Linked DNA regions of Pan troglodytes: region 1 is linked to region 2. The links are chromatin contacts, called in public Hi-C maps. All regions are on one chromosome and are shown on one strand. The core of a region is the stretch at or near the end of the contact, and the rest is flanking DNA. Distances in the headings are between cores, read along the strand shown.

Region 1 (5,296 bases), core at 2,371-4,870, 420 kb before region 2:
GTGGCCCCAAGAAAGTGGAGGAGAAATGGGGAAAATTGCTGAGTGGTCTAGGGTAGGAAGGCTGAAGGGAGCCACAGCGGAACAAGTAACTGAACATATACAAGCATTCCTGTGAAGTGTGTACTCTGAATTAATCCACATATTAATAAATTCAATCATTAATTCCCTTAAAATTATTTTTAAAGTCTCATAATTTTATTTATACAAATTGATTTATATCCCTTGCCCATTTCTATTGATCTACGCTTTTTAAAAATTAATCTCTAGCAGTTCTACTTATTCTGAGTACTAGTCCTTTGTCAATGAGATATATACAAATATATTCTGGTTCATGGCTTGCCTCTTTTTTAACAGCAAGTTTCTGTTGTACAGAAATTTTTCATTTTAATACAGGCAGACTTTTTTCTTTGCCATTTGTTCTTTGTGAGTCTTGTTTAATATATCTTTTCTTATCTTGAGACCATAAAAACATTCTTTTAGATAAACTTTTGCTTTCTAACCACCAGTTTTGTGCTGGTATGGTATAATTTTTTTTTCTTATGGATAAACCAATTACTAAATAATCTATTTTTTTCTGCTGATTTGCTACTCCTCTCATGAAACTAGTTTTCCATAAATGTATGTGCCCATTCTGTTCCTTGAGTCTGTTGATTCCTGCACCAAATATGACAATCAACTGACTAGTGATTCTTGACCCCACCTTGTTTCTCAAACGCATTTACCACATTAGCTAATTTCTTCCATTACATCATTAAAACCACCTCAGGACTCTATATTGCGGGACATGAAGGAGGATGCACAGACTACAGCTAAAATGCTGAAGAGATTAGTGTTAAGCAGCAGAATACAGTTCATCTATTCCAGGACAGAAGACAGAGTCAGCCGCCAACCATTTGATTTGGAAAACAAAATTTCAAATTAATTAACCTTGTTTCAGTGAACTACTCCAGAAAGCATTGCCTAACTGACTGGGAAATTAAATATTCATTCTGAATATCTGCAATTTGATCATAGAAGAAACCAGGTATAAGAGGAGGATAGATTAGAGCAAAGCCATCATTACTGATGGGGAAGAAATGCACTTTTTGAGTTTTATTCTGATATGATTGCTGAGCTGAAGCCAGAAGGAAGATGATACCTTTGTGCATACATGGGTCTCCAGTGAAGTATGTGGGTCTTTTTGGTGCCAATCAATCAGGAGAGAGAGTTTCAAATCAGGGACCTAAGACTTATATAACAATAACAGGTCAGAATTTTATAGAAAGGGAACATCTATCTCCATATGGACTATTTTCATTTTATTATTTTGCTGCCTTGGGAGAATCTAGATGAATGTGAGGATATCCTGGGCTGGAGAGAAAAAATGGCTCTTGCCACATGAAGGCAGGCCACAAGATAGGTAGAGAAGTAACATGTCCAAATGAACCCACTATTTTTGTGTCCCCAAATCTGCTGCTCTTTCAATGTTCCCATTCTCAGCAATGGCAGCACTGTCTGCCCAAATGCTAGACTGCCCAAGCCACATGCCTGGGCACCATCCTTGGAGATGAGTCAAGTACAGTAGATTCTATTACCTAGATCTCCCATCCCCAAACACATCTCTCCATCTCCCCTCCACTCTGTCCCTGCACACACTCTCACCACCAAGGCCACTGTCATCCTTAGAGCTGAAACTACAGCAATAGCTTTCTGGCTGGTCTCTCTGTCTTGAGTCATAGTCATAGCCCTCTTCCCCACTCTTGAAGCCAAAAGGCAAGTCTGGTATTGTCATTTTCTTGCTTAAAACTCGGTAATGGCTTCTCATTCTCCTGAGGCTACAGTCCAAACTGTTTAATATGATTTACGTGGATCTGGCCCTTGCTGACCTTCGCAGCTACTTCCTTGAGAGATTAAGAACCCAGACCATGAAGTCAGTTTTGTCTGGGTTCAAATTCCCACTGCCCCACCTATTAGCTTCAAAACTTGAACAAACTTCTGGACCTCTCTGTGCTTCAGTGTTCTCCCGTGTAAAACACGGACAGTCACAATGCCCACCTCACAGGATTGTCAGGAAGACTGAATGAGCTAACACAGGTAGAGTGCTCAGGACGGCACCTGGCACACGGTAAGCATTCTATCAATGTTAACCATGATTTTTATTTCTCCAATTCATTATGCCTTCTCCAGCATTCTGGCCCTTGCGTCCGCTGTTCTCTCCATCTCAGACACTCTTTCCAACACACTCTGATCATGCTACAAGGTAGTCTTCAGATGTAGGTAACAGCCCCAGCGGCACCTGAAAACTTGTTCAAAAGACAAATGCTCAGGCCCCACCCTAGACCTACTATATTAAAAACTCTAGGGCTCAACTCCAGCAATCTGAAGATTTTTGTTTTGTTTTTTGATAGAGTCTCGCTCTGTTGTCCAGGCAGAAGTGCAGTGGTTCCATCACGGCTTACTGCAGCCTGAACCTCCCGGGCTCCAGCGATCCTCCAGCCTCAACCTCCTGAGTAGCTGGGGCTACAGGTGTACCACGCCCAGCTCACTTTTGTATATTTTATAGAGATGGGGCTTCACCATGTTGCCTAGGCTGGTCTCAAACTCCTAGGTTCAAGCAATCCGCCCGCCCTGTCCTCCCAAAGTGCTGGGATTAAAGGCATCAGCCACTGTGCTTGGCCAGCACTCTGAGTTTTAACAAACTCAGCATTCCTCCATAGGATTCTGATGCCCAGTTAAGGCTGGAAAACCAAGGCACCATCCGTGATAAATTGTACTTAGATGCTTATTTTTCTCTATCCCCTGTTAGGCTCTACGTTCCACAATGGCAGAGAAATGTCCATCTTGGTCCGTTCACCTCCTTTTTGGTGTTGACAAATACAAGCCATCACAAACTGGAAAGGGGTAAGCCGTATTTCGTAGGACACATCATCTAATTCTGTGCTCCTCTTTTCAACACCCAGGTATTTCTAAAGGCTTGCCTAAACGTTCCAGCTTGTTCTCAACCTTGAAGCCAGGCTTAGGCCTAAGTTGTAAAGGCGGGAGGGGAGACCCTGGAGGTAGAGGGGCAAAGGCAAGATGCTTGCGTCGCAGGGGCCCTGCATGGCCTGGAGCAGCATAGGGGCCAAGATGGTCTGCGCTCTCCCTAGATTGGAGTTTCTCTCCATCATCTTTGGAGGAAGCACAGATAACTGAGGTAAGTCTGTATCTGCACAGCCACCCGAACTCCTGCCTCCTAATAAACACCTCTGAGGGAGAGGAAACTCTCTCTCTCTCTTCTCTTCCTCCCCAGCACCCCTCGCCCCCCCACCGCCATTTCTCACTCCTCTACTCCCCTCTCTCTCCCTACCCACCTCTGACCCCTCCTCCAGTCCTGCCGCCCGGTAACAAAACCGGGCTTCCCGCCACACGCAGCCGGTAGGGCTCAGGACGCTTTATCGGCGACAATGGCTGGCTGAATGGGAGGCCTGAGGTCCTGAAGGAACCGGGGGTGCTGGCGACCGGGACCTCGAGGCCGCTGCTGGGGAGGACGCTGGCCAGCGTGCAGGGGGCGGAGGCGGGGCGTGCCGGGAGGCTCCCATCTCCCGCCCCGCACAACCCGGGCAGGGCCGCCGCTCCGCCGCCGCCGCAGATCCGGCTCTCACCCTCGGCTCCCGAGGCCCCGCGGCGCCTCCTTCTGCGGACTCTGCGGGACCCTCCCCGGCAGGCGCTGTGCCCTGGAGAAGGCACAGTGGCTCAGGCATGGCCGCGGGGGCGGCGGCGCGGAAGGCAGCGCCGGTGCTGGAGGCCCCCCCGCAGCAGGAGCAGGTAGTGGCGCGGGGGCGCGGGCGTGGGGGACGCCAGGCCGGGGTCCCGGGGCTCACGCTGGTGCCGGGCAGGCTGCACAGACTGGTCTCCAAGACCCCGGGCCCCACCGGGGAGAACCGGCCCTGGAAAGACGTGGGGACGGAGGCATGACCTTCTGGAAGATGCCACCGTGCGGGGTGCCAGTCCCTCCTCCACTCCCTCCCTCCCCACTTCTGTGCCCTCCCCGCTACCTTCCTTTCCTCCTTCTGATCCTCTTCCTTCGCTCCATCCCTCTGTTCGCATCCTCGCACTTTCTCTTCCAGGCTCACCCCTTCCACTCCCGCCCTCCTTAGTGACCGCCTGTGCCCTCCTCCCTCCTCGGCGGAAGCCCCCAGAGCCCAGGGTCAAGGTCGTAAGCTGCGAGAGAGGGGAAGGGGTGTACTGCAGGCTTTTGGCTAGACCGCCCTGGTTCTCAAACTCGAGTGTCATCAGAATAACTCGGAGGGCCTGTTACCACGCAGACTGCTGGTCTGTGCCCAGGGTTTCTGATTCAAGATGTGTACCCTGATCGTCAGCTTGTCTTGCCTGGTGCTCAACCTAGCCCATTTCTGCTTCTGCTGGCGTCAATTGCAAACCCAATCTTAATTTATTCTTCATTCATAGGACAATTCTTCTTAGGCTACATCCAGGTACCAGGAGGATTTGGGGGTGGAGGAGGGTAGGTCTTACCTGGAGGAACCCAAATCCCATCCGTAAAACGAGGACAAAAATAACTCTTAAGGGCAAAGATAACTCTTAAACAACAACAAAAATCACTCACAGAGCGGGTAGGAAGAGATTAATGTCCCAAAATAGGTTCAGGCAAAGAACTGTAGGATTTCTGAGAAGGGCTTGCTCCTGACTAACCCCCTTCTCCTCCAACCCGTGAGGGCGTGGCGTTCGAGCTGGGTGTTGGGGAATGGACAGGATCTGACCTCGTGGGCCAGAGAATTCTAGATGGAGGGAACAACAGTACCAAATGGCTTGGAGATTTTTTTTTTTTAAATATTGGGATGGATGGCCATGGGACAAGGCAGAGAGAGGGGACTGTCCACTCTGACTGGCAGAAACCTAGGGGTCAGGAATGCTTATAGCAAAAAATGAGGGTGGGCTAGGCTGTGGAGGGGCTTGTGTACCACAAAATGGGGAAACTTAAAATGAAACTCCATGACTTTCTTGCTGGTTTCAAACCCAGATTATCGAAAGGGAGGTTCTGAATTGATGAATGCATGCCAGGAGTGTCAGAGGATCTAGTATTGGTGGATTTGCTGCTGATCTTTGCTCTTCCTTAAGGCTGGCATCACTGCCTAGTCTGCTGCCCTCAGGAGGTATGGCCTCTCTGTTGAGGCTGCCCTAGGAGGGACTCACAGCTTTTCCCTTAATCCCATATGGCAAGACAGTGTGGTCCAGGAACCAGCAGCCAAGGCATTACCTGGGAGCCTGTTAAAAATGCAGTCTCAGTTCCCATGCCAGACCCACTGAATTGAAATCCGCA
Region 2 (5,730 bases), core at 2,629-5,128:
CTGCTGGGTTTGGCTACTGATCCCATCTCCTAATATCTTATCTTTGATCTCATTTGCTTTCATGGTTTTAATTAACACTTATGCTGAGACCTCAAATCTTTACATTCACCCCTGGGTGTGCTCCTGAGCTTCAGTGTCATGCATCTACCCGCCTGCTGGACAAACTTCAACTCCGTCAGTCTAAACTGAACTCTTCCTCTCTCATACCTACTCCCCACAAACTTGCTGTTCTAGACCTTGAGTCTCAGATACTATCTCGTGACCCAAGCCAGAGGCCTGACAGTCATCCTAGGTACCTTCACCTCTCTTATCTCACATCCAACCAATCACCAAGTTCTGCCAGTTTCAGCATTTAATTATTTCTCTTATCTGTCCTGTCTGTTCTATCTCTACTACCACTGCCTCATTCAGGCCTTCATCATCTATCTCCTGCAATATACCTCCAGTCCCCTAACCACACTTTGACTCACCCTCTATGTTCACATTCCGCACTGGGAAAACATAAATAAGACCTTTTTCCCTGCCTTGCTCAAAACCCTCCAGTGGCTCCCAGACATCCAGACGTTTCTGAGTACCCCAGTATGATATACAAGGCCCTTTATCACCTAACCCCAACCTACCTTTTATAGCCTCTTCCACCACACCCCACCTCAAACTTTGCCATTAACAGTATGGAGACCTAAGCAACTTGTAATACAAAAACTGCCTGTAATTATCTACTCGAAGAATGCTCTCATTTCCATCCTTAAAAAAAATGTTCCTCCACCTAGAACATCCTCACTTCTTGCCTAGTCAAAACTCCAAAACATCTCCCAAGGCTTAGTTTAGGCACTCTCCCTCCAGAACTTCCCTGAGTTCACAGGCTAAGCATGTATTCCCAGAACACACCTTCATCAAATCACTCACTACATTGAAAAGATGTTTACTTGTCCGTATCAGCACACTGAAAAACTTCTTCAGAACATGAACTGCCTTTGCCTTTCCAGGGCTTAGTGCCAAGTTAGACAAGGGAGACATAAAGCTCTTAATTTTAGCACCATGTATCTAAAGCCCCCAACTCTAAAATTTGAGGCTGCTCAGGCTCCTAAGCCCCCCAACACCTACCATACTCCCATAGATATAACAGGTGAATTAATCATAGTGAATTCAGTGACACCATGTATTGCCTGGCTTGGAGAGACAAATCAGAGAAATCTCAGTTAGGCAAACTCCAGGAACCCATACAGATCTGCTCACTAAACCTAGGGCTGAGAGCTAGCGTCCAGGACTGCTCTATTTGCCTCCCTTCATTCTCACCTCTGCAGTATCTGACAAATCAAGCATGAAATTCATAACAGTTAGAAGACTCCTTCAACATATTTTTCTAGTCCAATAGGTCCTAAACTGCCATACATTAGAATCACCTCAGGAGTTTTTAAAAAATACCGATGCCCAGGCTCATCTCTAATGAATGGAATAAAAATCTCTGGAATGGGACCTGGGCAACATATTTTTTAAATCCTCCAACATATTTTAAAAATCCTCTCCAACATATTTTTTAATTGTGCCCCAGGGTTGAGAACACTACTTTTGTCAGCCCAGAATCTGAAGGCCATGTCAAGGGCGCTGCGGGGCAATGGGAATCCCTTTAGAATTTCAGTGTGTCGCTGCACTAGCAGAAAGCAGATCCTGAAGTGTTAGGAAAGACTCCTAACATTTTGATATTCGAAACAGCTCCTTGCACTCCACAAGAATCTGCCCCCCAGAGGCAGGCAATGAGGAGAATCTAGTGTCCTGGGGTACCCAGTTTTAGGAAAGCTCTCAACACTCAGCTCAGCAGCTATGAAAGTTACTCAAGAAATGTGGATGAGCTGTATCATCCATTTACCTTGTTTTCAGGCTGATTTATTCATCAGTCTCTTTCATGACTAGAAATAATTTCTATTATTAACCACAGTAGGAGTATCATAGCCAGAATTGAAATGACTAATGTAAAAAGATGCCATATTAATACTCATATTTAGAAACTTCTCAAAAAAAATCAATGAGGATTTATTTAATATTTAATTAAGACTAGGAAAAACCTGATAGTATAAGTTAGAGATGCATTCAAATTAGTAAGTCAGGAGACTCAAAACCTGACTCAAGGACTATGAAGCTTTCTGGAAGTATTTTAAACCACTTAAAAAATCATGTTATCTGAGGAACCTTCTCAGTTAGAAGTTATGGAATTCCTACAGCCAGCCCTACTAATCAATTACGATAAAATTATGAAGAATTATTAAGTAGACATCACTGCTGCTCTCAGAGTTCAGCACTGCACTTCTCCAATTTCAAAAATTGCCTGAACTCATTAACTATTTACTTAGGATGCCTAACCAAATGAAAACAGCTATTAATTCATAAACAATCAAAAGTTTACCTTTGACCAACACTAAATTTATTTCTCGATCACATATTAAAAAATAGAAGTCCACATCTTATCAAAAGCTTTAATTTTTTAAAAGGATTCTCTATTATCGGAGGTAAGCTTCTAAAGAGTTAACACATTTAGTATTAGCAGGTGATTCATGTGTAGAGAGATAGATTAGGTAAAAGGACAAGGCGCGTTTGAGCTGCACAGTTCTCCAAGTCAGTTATACGAGGCCAGCAACTCTGCAGAGAAAAATTGTAACACAGAAGGGCACTGCTAACAGATTTGTTTTAACTGTAGTCCTGTTTGGCTTCTTAGAGCACTTTACGCCCAGGTGGCTGGGTTGTTAGTTTAACCACAAAGAGGCCGTTATCATTTATAACTACATCTGGACAAATATCTTCAAATAAATACCATACAACTGGATCCTGGTGTCCCACCCTGCCCCCCTTAGCTCGGCAACATTTAACGGCCACGTAAGTAAATGAAGATATTAAAATCTTAGATCCATTTAACCAGATGTTGATTCTTCGCCAACTGAAGCAGAAAAAACGGCATGAAACTTTGAAGGTTTATGAAAATGATTTGATGAGCAGAAAGACGTTAAGCTCACAAAGCCGATCTTACCAGGACTTAACTGATCATGACCCACGAGGAAGCCTAATTCAGTGCAGAGCGTCCTTAAAAAAGCAACAGCGCCCTACACAACCAGCAGCGCCCGGCACAAGAGCAGCGACTCCTGCCCTTTGGCAGAAACCGGGGCGTTTTCACAGAAATCGACTAATTGGCACACAGTGAAGATCCATTAGGTAACTCGAAACTGAGCAGTTCTGGAATGTGCTCTACATATTACAATACAGAAAACCACTCAATGGTGACAAACCAGGAGTGCGCTTTGGGATCAAGACGTTCGCTCCCCGCAGTCCCTCCCGCCCACTTGCGCTTTCTCTCCCCGTTCTTAATGGGGGGGGCTACACCACGCGGGGCCGAAGCTGGAGGCGTAGGGAGCGCAGGTTCTCAAGGGCCCCGTGGTCTTTCAGATAAATCCAGGTTGGTGAAGTTCTCGGGTCACGTTCGCGAACGCTTCCCGCGTTCTAACCTAACCCGCCCGAACGGGCCCTGGGGACAGACGCGGGGTGCAGCCGGCGGGGAGGCCGCGGATGCCCCCGCGCCTCGGGACTCCGGACGGGAGCGGCGGGGAACGCCGCAGAGTGCGGAGTGGCTGCGGCGGGGCCGGGCCGGGCGCCTACACGGTGAGGCCCGGAATGGCGGTCAACGCCAGGCCGGGATCCACATGCAGCCGAGGGGCGGCGAAGCCCACACACTAGGGAGGAAGAAGACGCGGGACCGTAGCCTCAGTCCTTACCATGGCGCGGGCGCAGGGGCTTCCGCTGGCCGGGCCCGCGCTTGGGGAGAGGGGAGGGACAGGCCACGACGCGTTTGATTTTGGCGCCGACTACGCCGCGGGGGCGGAGCAGCGAGACGGTGGAGGTGGGGGAAAGGCCGGTCCTCGCCCGCGCGGCGCGCAGCGACCCCTAGCGACCCATCCGAGCCGCCGGCGGGGGAAGGGGCGCGGGCCTGGGGCCGGGGCTGGGGGGAGCGTGTCCGCGTCTCAGTGGACGGGTTGCAGAGCTGCCTCCGACTCCTCGGTATTCTGTGAATGTGACCTTTTTTTTTTTTTAAGGACATCTTGCCTTTGCTTTTACTGCGTTTTCTTGGCGCCGCAGAAATATGGCCTAAGTTTGGATGTAAAAAATAGAGGCGTTTAGGCTGTTGAGGAAGGAAACGCTGCCTCCATCCTTCCGGACTTGTCCTGTCTGGGGCGGACTGGATTCCTTTCTCGTCTTCTAATCTGACCCCTCATCTTAACCCCAGCCGCTACCCACTGCTTTCCAGCTTTTCAAATCCTGTGTATGTCTGTTTGTTTTTCCCTTAGGTTTTAAAAAAGAAGGAAACAACGGAATGAATTTCAAATCAACATGGTCAAAAATACGCTACTTCATGGCTTGAGAATAGATCCAGATTCATAGCAAAAGCTCAGGCCCCTGAAAGTGCTGAAAAATTTTAACTCAGAATTCAATTATTTTGAAAATTATTCTATGGTGTTTTGAACCATTTTTAGGTGTAAGAAGTACGGTCGGGCGCTGTGGCTCACACCTGTAATCCCAGCAATTTGGGAGGCCGAGGCGGGCAAATCACTTGAGGTAGGGAGTTTGAGACCAGCCTGGCCAACATGGTGAAATCCCATCTCTAATAAAAATACAAAAATTAGCCAGGCGTGGTGGCGGGCGCCTGTACAATCCCAGCTACTCGGGAGGCTGAGGCAGGAGAATCGCTTGGACCCAGGAGGCAGAGGTTGCAGTGAGCCAAGACCCCGCCACTGCACTCCAGCCTGGGCGACAGAGTGAGACTCTGTAACACACACACACACACACACACACACACACAGAGTGAGACTCTGTAACACACACACACACGCACGCACACACACACACACAGTATAGTAAGTCTTGTAGATGCTATAAGAGTAGCATCTAAAGTTGGAATTTATGTCCCCTGTTGCTTCTGCTGGAGGCAGAGGAAGGGGTACATTGAATTGCAGCGTTCCATTAATTTGGTTTTTCCTGTAAGAGTTATACCATGTAATTGATGGTACATAAGGTAATTTTAAAATGATAAATGAGTACATTAAGTAACTACAGTAGTGGTATATAAATTTGTGCTATTTGGGGAAAGCCTTGTCTTAATTGGCTCTCAGGCTTGTTGCAGGTGAGTGGTGACTATCTGAGGCCAGTGGCGCTGTGGCAGAAAAATTTACCAAGGCAGTTGTAAGTAAAGAAAGGCAGAATCATTAGAGAAAGCATGAAAATACGTTGCAAGGGAGCAATGGGCAGAATCAGCAGAAAAGGAGCTGACTGCAAGGAAACAAGGGCTTGCTGGGGATTTTATAGAATAGTGCTTATGCTGTATACGGAAGAGGGCTTTGTGCAGTACTGATGTTACAGTCCCAAGTTTTCCTCCGCCCCTGCCTCTAAAGCGACACAGTGCAAAAGCCTGCCCTGGGACAGTAACAAATTGACCCAAACAGGTCTTCTTTTGGGAAAAATGAGTGCTAAATGGATATAAAAAAGGGTTGGTCACTTAAGCTGCATCTGTACCCTAAGTGTCACTGAGAGCTGCTGTGACAGTTCTCTGAGGTTCCTGGTGTGCACTGCAGTCTTGATCAACCAGACCTGGGAATCACCACCTAGGAAAGAAGACACATTCTACTGCCTCTGGTTCCTTTGCATTTTCAGTACAAATACCTCAAACTTCAGATAACCTTCTGATGCCCCTTC

The links. A called contact is a pair of places that touch in the nucleus more often than the background predicts.
Region 1: a contact with region 2 is called in a Hi-C map of induced pluripotent stem cells, with 2.5 times the contacts expected there. The contact joins the promoter of RNF175 here to the promoter of MND1 in region 2. A contact is called at or near these places in 3 of 7 Hi-C or Micro-C datasets (induced pluripotent stem cells, lymphocytes and stem cell-derived neural progenitor cells) and 1 of 1 datasets of contacts at active chromatin or transcription factors (stem cell-derived excitatory neurons).

What each region holds. Positions count from the first base shown.
Region 1 is chr3:155,540,394-155,545,689 of NHGRI_mPanTro3-v2.0_pri, reverse strand. RNF175 (ring finger protein 175) reads left to right here and starts at 3,620. Exons shown (of 7, transcript XM_063809152.1): 1 at 3,620-3,783. The coding sequence starts at 3,718.
Region 2 is chr3:155,123,796-155,129,525 of NHGRI_mPanTro3-v2.0_pri, reverse strand. MND1 (meiotic nuclear divisions 1) reads right to left here and starts at 3,878. Exons shown (of 7, transcript XM_054683438.2): 1 at 3,759-3,878. The coding sequence starts at 3,761.